2 separate regions of the Xenopus laevis genome follow, and region 1 is linked to region 2. The links are chromatin contacts, called in public Hi-C maps. All regions are on one chromosome and are shown on one strand. The core of a region is the stretch at or near the end of the contact, and the rest is flanking DNA. Distances in the headings are between cores, read along the strand shown.

What was found. Hi-C and Micro-C count contacts between places; a contact is called where the count stands out from the background.
Region 1: a contact with region 2 is called in a Hi-C map of the XTC cell line, with 3 times the contacts expected there. The contact joins the enhancer-like site here to the promoter of hes4.L in region 2. A contact is called at or near these places in 2 of 4 Hi-C or Micro-C datasets (the XL177 cell line and the XTC cell line).

What each region holds. Positions count from the first base shown.
Region 1 is chr7L:91,148,453-91,153,458 of Xenopus_laevis_v10.1, reverse strand. No RefSeq gene overlaps it. Among protein-coding and RNA genes, the nearest start is that of LOC108696527, 23 kb to the left of the region's middle. Within about 2 kb of position 2,143, at least 2 of the 7 cell types and tissues checked have an H3K27ac peak or open chromatin away from gene starts, as enhancers often do.
Region 2 is chr7L:90,955,029-90,960,055 of Xenopus_laevis_v10.1, reverse strand. It overlaps hes4.L (hes family bHLH transcription factor 4 L homeolog), which reads right to left and starts at 3,302. Exons shown (of 4, transcript NM_001088692.1): 1 at 3,081-3,302; 2 at 2,871-2,966; 3 at 2,528-2,615; 4 at 1,455-2,323. The coding sequence starts at 3,188. The coding sequence ends at 1,782.

The DNA.
Region 1 (5,006 bases), core at 894-3,393, 190 kb before region 2:
TCTGGAGAAGGCCCTGCTGGGAGTTGTAGTTCAATTTTATCTGCAGAGATGTAAAAATACATCATGAATAACTTAAAGCCTTTAGTTTGTGCTATGGTTAAAGGCAGAAACTCTTATTCTGGCAAGGGGATCATTAAAGGGGTGATTCACCTTCAAGTTAACTTTTAGAATGTTATATTTATATTTTATATATTTATATATATTTTTTTAAATAGTTTTTGAATTATTTGTCTACTCATCTTTCCATTGAGGCCCTCTCCCATCCATATCCCTGCCTCTTATTCATAGCAGTGCATGGTTGCAAGGGTAATTTGGACTCTTGCAACCAGATTGATGAAATTGCAAACTGGAGAGCTGCTGAATAAAAACCTAAATAACTTAAAAAACCACAAATAATAAAAAATTAAAACCAATCTCAGAATAACATTCTCTACATCATACTAAAAGTTAATTTGAAGGTGAAAACCCCCATTAAGTGCAGTTTGTAAGCCAAAACAGCAAATTTATTTTATATACTACACATCGTATGTCACAATTTCATAAAACTATTGCAGAGAGATTGCTGTCCCAAGACTGGTTGCTTTATACCCATTATTGTTTGTGATCACGCTCCCTGCTCTGCCCAATGCTACCTGTTTCTAGGTGAAGGGGTTGCAAAATAGGCTAATTCTCGAAATATCTGTGGTATTCGGCCACCTGTGCTACTAGATGTAAGTAAAATGAGACTCTTAAAATGGCCATACCCAGGCCAATAGGTATGGTACTTTGACCATTTAGCCCAAAACATATAGATGGATACTGAATGAGGGGTCAAACGTGTATAGATATGTTATTTACCATACATGCCCCAATAGTCCAGCAGTATGGCTAAAATCCATCTACTTGACCAAAACTGACCATATATGGCCAGATTTACAGCATATTTTTTAAAGGGAAAATAAGGGTGATTTTTAATCAGATAGCAAAATGTTGGGTAATAAACATTTGTCTTGCATTGTACTAAAGCAGAAATATATGCATAGAGACTGAATCTTCTGAGTATGCTGAAAGCGGTATCAAATAATGTCATATTTATCCTGATCCACCAAGTTTTATTACCATTTACTATATAGGCAACATATACCATTAGTTAAAAATTCATCTTTAGCTACCGATTGGCAAGAATTTGGCATCAGACACAACGAAACCTCATTTGCACAAGTTTTATACCGTTATGTATAAACACATAACATGGGGGGGGGGGGTTCACGTGTAACGCAGACAACACACTAGAGACCTGCATGGAATCAGATGGACACTCAAGACCCACTGTCCACATTGGAGAACACACATTTCTAACCTCCTTCACACATTTCATCCAAGAAAGGTTGGTTAAACGTTGGAAGGGATGTGGAGAAGCTTATTTGAGATGTAGAACCAGATGCTTTACCAGTTCTGACTTGAGAACAGTACCCTATCCACAATTAAACTACCCACTACCTGCCCAATATCCATATTGCAGTGCCGTCACTAAAGGTGACCATACAGAGACTCATCCATAAAATACACAATGAAAACATAATTTGAAAGTTTGCTCAAATCTGATTTCTAGTAAAACCAAGTCAGGGAAAAGTGATGAGGAGGAAGATATTCACAAGTGTGTGTTGGGGGAGGGTACCGGTAGCTTTTTCACACTATTGTCCTATAATATTCGCTGAATAATAGTTTTTCTCTGAACAGAGAACTTTTTGAATCTGTATATTTACATTTATTCATGGGTTGTTGCTGCCATAATACCAAAATAAAAGAAGCGGCAGGCATGGAGTCCTGTTTAGCAGACCACCAAATGGCTTGGAACAAAGCAGCGTTACTTTCCTTTGCTGACGATTAGGCCTCTGGCAGGTGGAAATAAGGACTGTTATGTATACAGTCAACAATAACTTCTTAAGCTGTGAATGTTTAGTGTGTAAACTGGCCAGTGAATAGAGAGGTGTGAGCAGCTACTATGGGTGTGGAATTTAGTGCATCCCCTGGGATAATGACAGAATTAACATGTGTATACATTTGTGTATTTACTAACCTGTCGCAGTGAAATAAGATAAAATCTTTGAGTAATGACACAAAATATATTGATATTGAGTCAGTGCACATTTCACCAAGCAGAGAAAGTCTTTACTGAGGCTTGATTCACTGTTGTGTTCTAAGGACACCTGCATCCAACTGCTTCACATTTACCTTTAATGCCTCCCCTTTCAACTTAAAGGAAAACTATACCCTCCAAACAATGTAGGTCTCTATAAAAAGATATTGCATAAAACAGCTCATATTAAAATCCCTGATTCATGTAAACAAACCATTTTCATAATAATATACTTTTCTAGTAGTATGTGCCATTGGGTAATCATATAGAAAATGACCATTGTATAAAATAAGGAACGCCCCCTGGGATCGTACCATTCACTGTGCACACAAACATACCAAACAAACTATATTTCTTAGGTCACATGAGCCAATTAACAGAGTTGTGTCTTTTGCGTCAACAATTCTTCCTGTTGCAGTTCTAGTATTTCTGGTCAGGTGATCTCTGAGGCAGCACACAGACCATCACAAGATGGTGGTTCAAGGCAAGAGATGTAAAAGGGCAATACTTACTTAAATATATAATGTATGCTAAGATTCTTTAATATGTCACTTAATATGCTTAAGTATCCATTTTGGGGGTATAGTTTTCCTTCAAGTTACTGGAAGTGTTTTATTTATATATATATATATATATAAAAATATGCTCGTAACCAGCAGTATAAGGCTAATGTCACATGTAGGGTTAAAATTATTTGTATTAAAAAGTACTCTATGGGAGATGGCCTTCTCATTATTCTGAGCTGTCTGAATATTGGGTTTCTGGATAATTGTATATTTTCACACAGTATTTTTGGAGGGAAACTTAGAGGCTACCAACAACTTAAGGTTGTGCTGGTTAGTGTAGTTTAACAAAAACCGAAGGACTATAAGTCAGAGAGTTTTATAGTGCTTTATATTAAAAAAAAAGAGCAAATATATGAAATGATGTTAACAGAAAAAAATATGCACATTGCAAACAAGTTTCCCTCAGCTTTCCCAACATGAGTTTAGCTTCTAAATCCTACAGGCGTTCCCTGCACATATCAGAAGTTCGTCCCATTCCCAGGCTAGTGACAGCCACTGAGCACATGTTGCTGTTATACTGGAGAAAAGCTGTTCCCACTCTGCTCTCTGACCACCCACTGACTTGCTCTCCCCCACCATCTTCCCAAGAGGCAGGTACTGGGAGAGGGGCAGCTAGGTCAGGTTCCAAGGATTACACAGGCAGCAGCCTGGAACTCTCCACTTCCTCACATACCCCCACCTGCAATAGTGGGAAACAAAATAAAGCCAGACACTTCTGGGAAGCAAGAGAAATCCTAGCCAGTCAGGGTCAGTGGCAGTCAGAAAAGACGGATTACCTTAATCTCAGGGTTCAAAGCCCCCCCAAATCCCTAAGAAAGACCATCAGAATTTGATTGTCAGCCAGGTGGGCAGAAGGGTGTCAGACAACAGGTTTTCCATTGGATCCATTCATGCCAGGAGTATGGCTTTGTTTTAAGGTCATTTTGAAGCCACATCTGTTTTACTTCAAGTGAAAAAGGCTTATTACTTATCCTGACCTGTTTGTTTTATGTAACTGTCAGTAACACAAGCCGCCAGCAAAGCCAAAGAGCTTACGATCCATGTGCAAGGATACCACAGCCTGTTTGTTCAGTTTATAAAGATACACACATTTACATGCGCATATCTCGTGGAAATACTTCACATGATAAAAACAGTAAATCATATTCCGTGAAATAACCTGGAAAGAAAAACAAAGAAAAATATGATTTCCCAATACTTTGAATGTTGCTCGGAAACGTAGCTTTTGCATTATCTATGTATTGTTGCCCAACATTGAGTTATGCATGTTTTTAGTATTATTCCCACATCATTGAATGCACACGACAGCAGAAATATCAGACTGAAAGCCTGTACTGTTGCAGACTACAACTCCCAGCATTCAATAGTATATTAGCTATAAACATGAATAACCTTGGTATTAATTAAAACCATTCATTTTTATAGGTGTCAATACTCAGCGCAGTGCAGAATACTAACACCAATCAGAATCATTACTTCCTGATGCAAATCAAATGCGGGGATTCACAATTTAGACAATGATTTTCATAGCTGGACTGATTTCTATTTTACATAATAAATGGACCCCTATGAGAAAAGCTGTGAAACCCAGCAATTGAGAGTAAATTATTCCTTATGTAAACTGACTAGCAAGGGAATAAGTACCCAGGGATTTGATAACCAACATGACTCAACAGCTGTGTTTTCACCCAACAACACTGAAATAGATCAGCAAATTATAGAATTTGAAACACACTGACATTTTTATGATAGGGCATGTACAAAGTTGCATGCAAGAAAATCAGTCACTATGTTGTGTGCAGTTTTGCAAAATGCAATGTATTTGGACGATTAGCTGCACAAATGGCCTTTATAGATGAGTCCTAAACTTGTCTTCCTGATAGAGGTTATTGAGAATGGCAAACGACAGGCACAAAAAAAGTGTTGAAAGGTGAACAACCTTAGAATGATACTTTCCTTCATTATGCATATTTGTAATATATGGGTGGTGTTCCCCTTTAAGCATACCAAAATGTTCAAATGCAGTATTTTAAAAAGTGTTTTGATGTTTGGAAATCATTGTACAAAGAGGATTATTTGGATCGCAGTGCTTGATAGCTTCGTCTGCACCAAAGATAATCGCATAATGAAACATGCTCATCTCTTAATGTGCTTTATCATTATCTATTATCCGCTCATGCTTAAACGTACTGAGGTAGGCCTGCACTTGCCTCGTCTACTGTGATGCCTTGTTTGTTTATGACTGCTGCAAAAAGTTTGTTCATTGTACTACATCCACACATTGCTAAATCTCTGTCTCTCTATACAGTATAATGTTTAAA
Region 2 (5,027 bases), core at 2,053-4,552:
AGTCATTTGACCTATGCTAATCACTTTGCAGGACAGATTTAAAACTTCAGTGGAGGGGGTTGTTGCATGGCAGATGCCCTTTTTTTATCGTCGTCAAAAATGGCAGCCAATCTACCAGGGCCTACCCCATATCCACTACTGAGGGTGGTTAAGCGTGTAGACGCAGGACCGTCCGCGCACGCGCGTCCTTGTTTGCGCACGCGCGTCCTCGTTTGCGCACGGCGTTACGGGGGTGCTGGACTCGACGTTGCCGGCCAGGTTACCGGCATTGGCCGGCACGGCAATCTAGAACTGTATATGGGCTAAAAATGCTAACACACCCCCACCTTGCCGAATGGTATCACCCAGTTATTAAACCTGTCTGGTTGAAGTCGTTGTTGTACTAGATCTACAGTGAAAGGGTTATGGGGAACAGCTGGAAAGCAGCAGGTTGACGAATGGATGTGGGATATAAAGGAATGGTGTGGAAGTGCCGGTGATGAAAGTGGCAGATCGCATTGCATTTAGCAGCGGCAGATAATGGGAATCAGTGTAGGTGTCTCGCCCCCTCTCTTTATCTTCCCACACGACAAACAGCGAAACCTTCACACTTGGCTGAGCTTCAAGTGCAGCCGGTGAGTCATAATAAAGTGCGCAAAACAAATGCCTTTCCCCAATGGTCCCCTGCGCGCTGAAATTAAACGGGATTGTTCTGTTTACAGCGGGGCCTTTGTCAGGACAGGCGCGGGGCCGGTAACAGTGTATGTGCGGGAAGCACCTTAACCCCCTCCCGGCTCAGTTCCCAGGCAACTCAATAGGGATCCCAAGCTTCCCCGGGAGCCCGCTGCATAATAGATGAGATCTTTTATACCTTTTCTTTATCTTCTGCCACAAAGGGGCTTCATTCTAATCTCAACCCCCCCCCCCACACACACACACACCTCCTTCAGGGGACAGTGACTTTTTTTTCACAATTTTGAAGGAATTCCAAGCACTACTGTCATTGATTAATGGATATAGATTTCTCATAGAAAATGCAATAATTCTATAATTTTCAACGGAATGTGTCAGGGCAGCCCACATTCCTCCAATATGCCCTATAGGAATGCTATCAGCCTTTGTCATTTTGCTACTGGCATTCCTAGGCATTTATCATGGTTCCCATGGGCAGAGTGATTCCCTCATTCCGATCTGTCCTATTGTGCGATTATTATAGTCACTTATGTGTCACGTGTCTTTAGCCTGGGCTAAGCATATGCTTTAATAACTGTGGTAGCTACTAGGGCTCTATATAAACACTTAAAAATAAGCTGTAGCGTTCTACTGGCAGTGATATGTATTGCCTGGCACTTATTTCTTATATAAAACTGATCAATCACAGCAAGGGGCCTATGTATTTTATTATGGCACTCGCCATTAGACTGATAAGTGATCTCACACAACCCCCCATATAATCCAAGCACCACACAACTGGATTCAAATGAAAAAGAGTTTATTAAATAAAACTCCTGCATGTTCGGAAAGTTTTTGACACAAAAACCAACACAATAACTTTGGCATTACACATTTTTCTGTACGCAATTGTACAAAACTAAAAAAAAAAAAAAAAAAAAAAAAAAGAAATCTCAGCAAAAGAGCTTTGTTACAAAAATGGGTCATCTACACAAGTTTGTTTTTTTTATTAAAGAATAAAAAAGCGAAATCCCCATATTTGGAAATAAATAGTTTTTTTGTGCGGATTGTCTTTAAGGCAGGGTCCCATAGAACGGAACCAACATATACACAGTCGGCTGATCGCGTTATCACCATGGTCGCCACACGGACTCAGCGCTGTCTGCTCTGGTGCTGCCCCCTAGAGGGCTGACGGCTTGCGCCATGTGAGGCATCTTGTGGGCGAAGCTGGTGAGTCCCTGCACTGGAGACTGGCTCGGGGGGCCGCCGGGGGATGTCGCGTTGGCATATAGAGGGATAACAGGTCCGGGGCTGGAGGTATAAGCTGGGTTGGGAATGAGGAAAGCAAACTGGCCGTCAGTAGCTGGCACTAGCTGGAAGCCTCCCTGGAATACTTTGGGGGAGATGGCCTCTGCTGGGTTCACCTTACAAGGCATGGGCACGGGGGTGCTGGAAGGGAGCTGCACATGCACTGGTTGTTGGCTGGAGGGGGGTTGCTGGTAATTCATGGCTACGATCTGTCCCAGGCAGCTGGACAGGTGACCGAGAAGCCTGGTCCTCACTTCGGTGTTGACGCCCTCGCAGGTAGAGAGGAATCGGGTGACTTCGTTCATGCACTCGTTAAATCCGGCTCTGTACTTTCCCAGAACTGAGGGGTCGGCTGTTAGAGCGGCTGTAAGGGAGAGCAAAAAGGGGTTATTGCACTGATCCCAATGCTAAATCACTGGCACTAACTCAAGCTCACTGGGCCCCTGTTACTGAGACTGACACTGATGTACAACCCGCTCCCCTCACCCAGCATAGTGACTAGCAACGGAAGGAGAGCAGCCCCAGCATCCCACCAATACAATAACATGTGGCTCATCCATGTATTTACCTGTCATTTGCACTCGCTGCAGGTTCCGTAGGTGCTTGACTGTCATTTCCAGGATATCAGCCTTTTCCAGTTTAGAGTGTCTGGAGCTCTGCGGGGAAATACAAGGGATCATGAATATCTATAGGCGTGAGAGGCTTCATAGCAGGCACCATATATATATATAAATATCCATTACACATCTATACCAGGGGGATTACTTTCTGCCACTTCTCGGTAGTTATTGTAATTAGGAATATTTCTGTATCTCAAAAGCAGCTTGAGTAAGGCAGCTATGAAGCAGAGGGTGCACAGTGCTATATATATATATACATATGAGGGGTATATGATCCAGAGAGGAACTTACATCTTTTTTTAGCGCATCCAGGATGAGGGTCTTGAGCTGCCCCAGGCTCTCGTTGATTCGCGCTCTCCTGCGCTTTTCCATGATGGGTTTGGACGACTGTAAAACAGAGAGGAGAGACAATTGAGCGACTCACTCACTTAGCGCCAGTCGGCAATATTCCTGGTGGGCAAGTTCAGGATGAACAGGTCATCACCACAGAGCGACATTTACCTTTCTGTGCTCGCTGGCACTCTTGGGTTTATCCGGAGTCTGCGCTGAGTTGGCTGGTGCCCCTGCAATGGGGGAGGCTGTCGGCTTCTCCATACTATCTGCAGGCATGTTCAGATGTTGTATCCGGATAGGGCTAGTGATGCGGATGTTGCTATGGCCAGTGCAGAGGCGAGTGCTGTGTGTATGAGGCTTGGCTGGATCATAAACCCTCAGCCTGGATTGTATCTCACTCTGATCTCCCAGCCTGCGGGCTCTGCCTCTATTTATACTCCGCGCTGCTGCTCCCCATTCGTGTGAAACCTTCAGTGCATTCTTTCCCACACTCTCCTCGGCCAATCACAAGCGCAGGCTCGCCCACTACGCATTCCTATTGGATAACCGGCACCCTCCCTAACTTTGCAACCTCCACTCACCCCCTCCTCTCACTCCAACCCCCACAAGCAGACTGCCAGTCACGCGCTTGGCTCATAGCAGGCGCCGGGGATCGGGCAGGGAGTGAAGCCCAGTGCCGAGCAATGCGCACCATTCTGGAACATATATTACAGCAACATATTATAACTTGCATTATACACACGTGCACATAGCAGGGGAACCGCCTGGCACATATCTCAGTCCCTTTAGGGAAACCCCCCCAGACCACTCGTTGATCTTGTTACACATACAAACATTCCATAGATAATAATGTTTATTTCATAGCAAGTATTATATATAATTGCACCAGTTGATGCTGCTGCGATTTATTGCCACAAACCAATGGCTACACTGGGAGCTCTTGTGATCACATCTATGTGTCACTACCGTATACCTAATTATGAATAAACAATAAAAAAATGATCATATTCGGGGTTACTAGCATCAGCCTTCTAATTTAAAAGATGGAATATTGAAATTGCCCTACAGATTTTGTTGCACATCAATTCTTGGATTGGACTGTTTTACTCTGCACTGCTCCATTTGGTTCCACTTTCCTAAATAACAATGATGGGAAGTGTTTCAACTTTACAAACCTTATTATTATATATGTGCAACGTATTATCGCTCTATAACACACCATTATCATCAACGTAGAAAAAAAGAGGTTCCCAAGACAATGGCATGTGCGTACATTGCAACGTTCATTATGTAAAACCACGAGTTCAAAGCGAGCTTGTCCAACTCTGCAGCAATGTTACTTTTGGCTCACAAATATGTTTTGAAATTGAGAAGAAATTGAGGCTGAGACCTAACTGGATCTGAGTATTGATGTTCAAACTAAGGCTTCAGATTGGTATTTACTGTAAACAGGCAACCGTTTCTTTACGCTGTCCTACAATTCAGTTTTAAAAAAACCAAAACAAAAAGTTTTCAGGAAGAAAAAAAAAAGAAAGAAAGCGTTTCCATCAATCTTCTGTCTTGGGAACTGTTTGCGTTTATTGATTTGTTCTGTGCGAATGGAGGTTTCATAGTCACTGTCCCACTAGCTGTTACTAAGCACAGTCCCAGGAGCAACAGCATTTCATGGATAAATACTTCCCAAAAGCAGAAGTAAAAAAAAGAAACAAAAATATGAATATTATCTATGTATGAATGGCTTTGGGATTTGTAAGAAATCATCTTCTGTTTAGCCCAATACCCCTTTTTCTCCAGTTTTTTTTTTACAGGGGTCCTGCAGAAACCTGCAAGTCTGCTCTTGCTAATGAATGTAATGTTTTTGCTCACTGTGGAATGCAAATAAATGCTAATGTGTATATAGGTAGCAAGAGTAGGTGCTAAACTTAACACATTAGTGCCAATGTGCTAAGCAACACTATTAAAATGAAACAGGTTTCTCCAGGGATCGGTGGAGCTCAGTGCTCATAAGTACAAAATTGCTCCAGTGCAGTAACCCATAGCAACCTAAGCATAATTAGCTTGAGTCATTCTTGTGTGCAGAGTAGGGCAATTCCCATGAATTATAACGATAAGCAC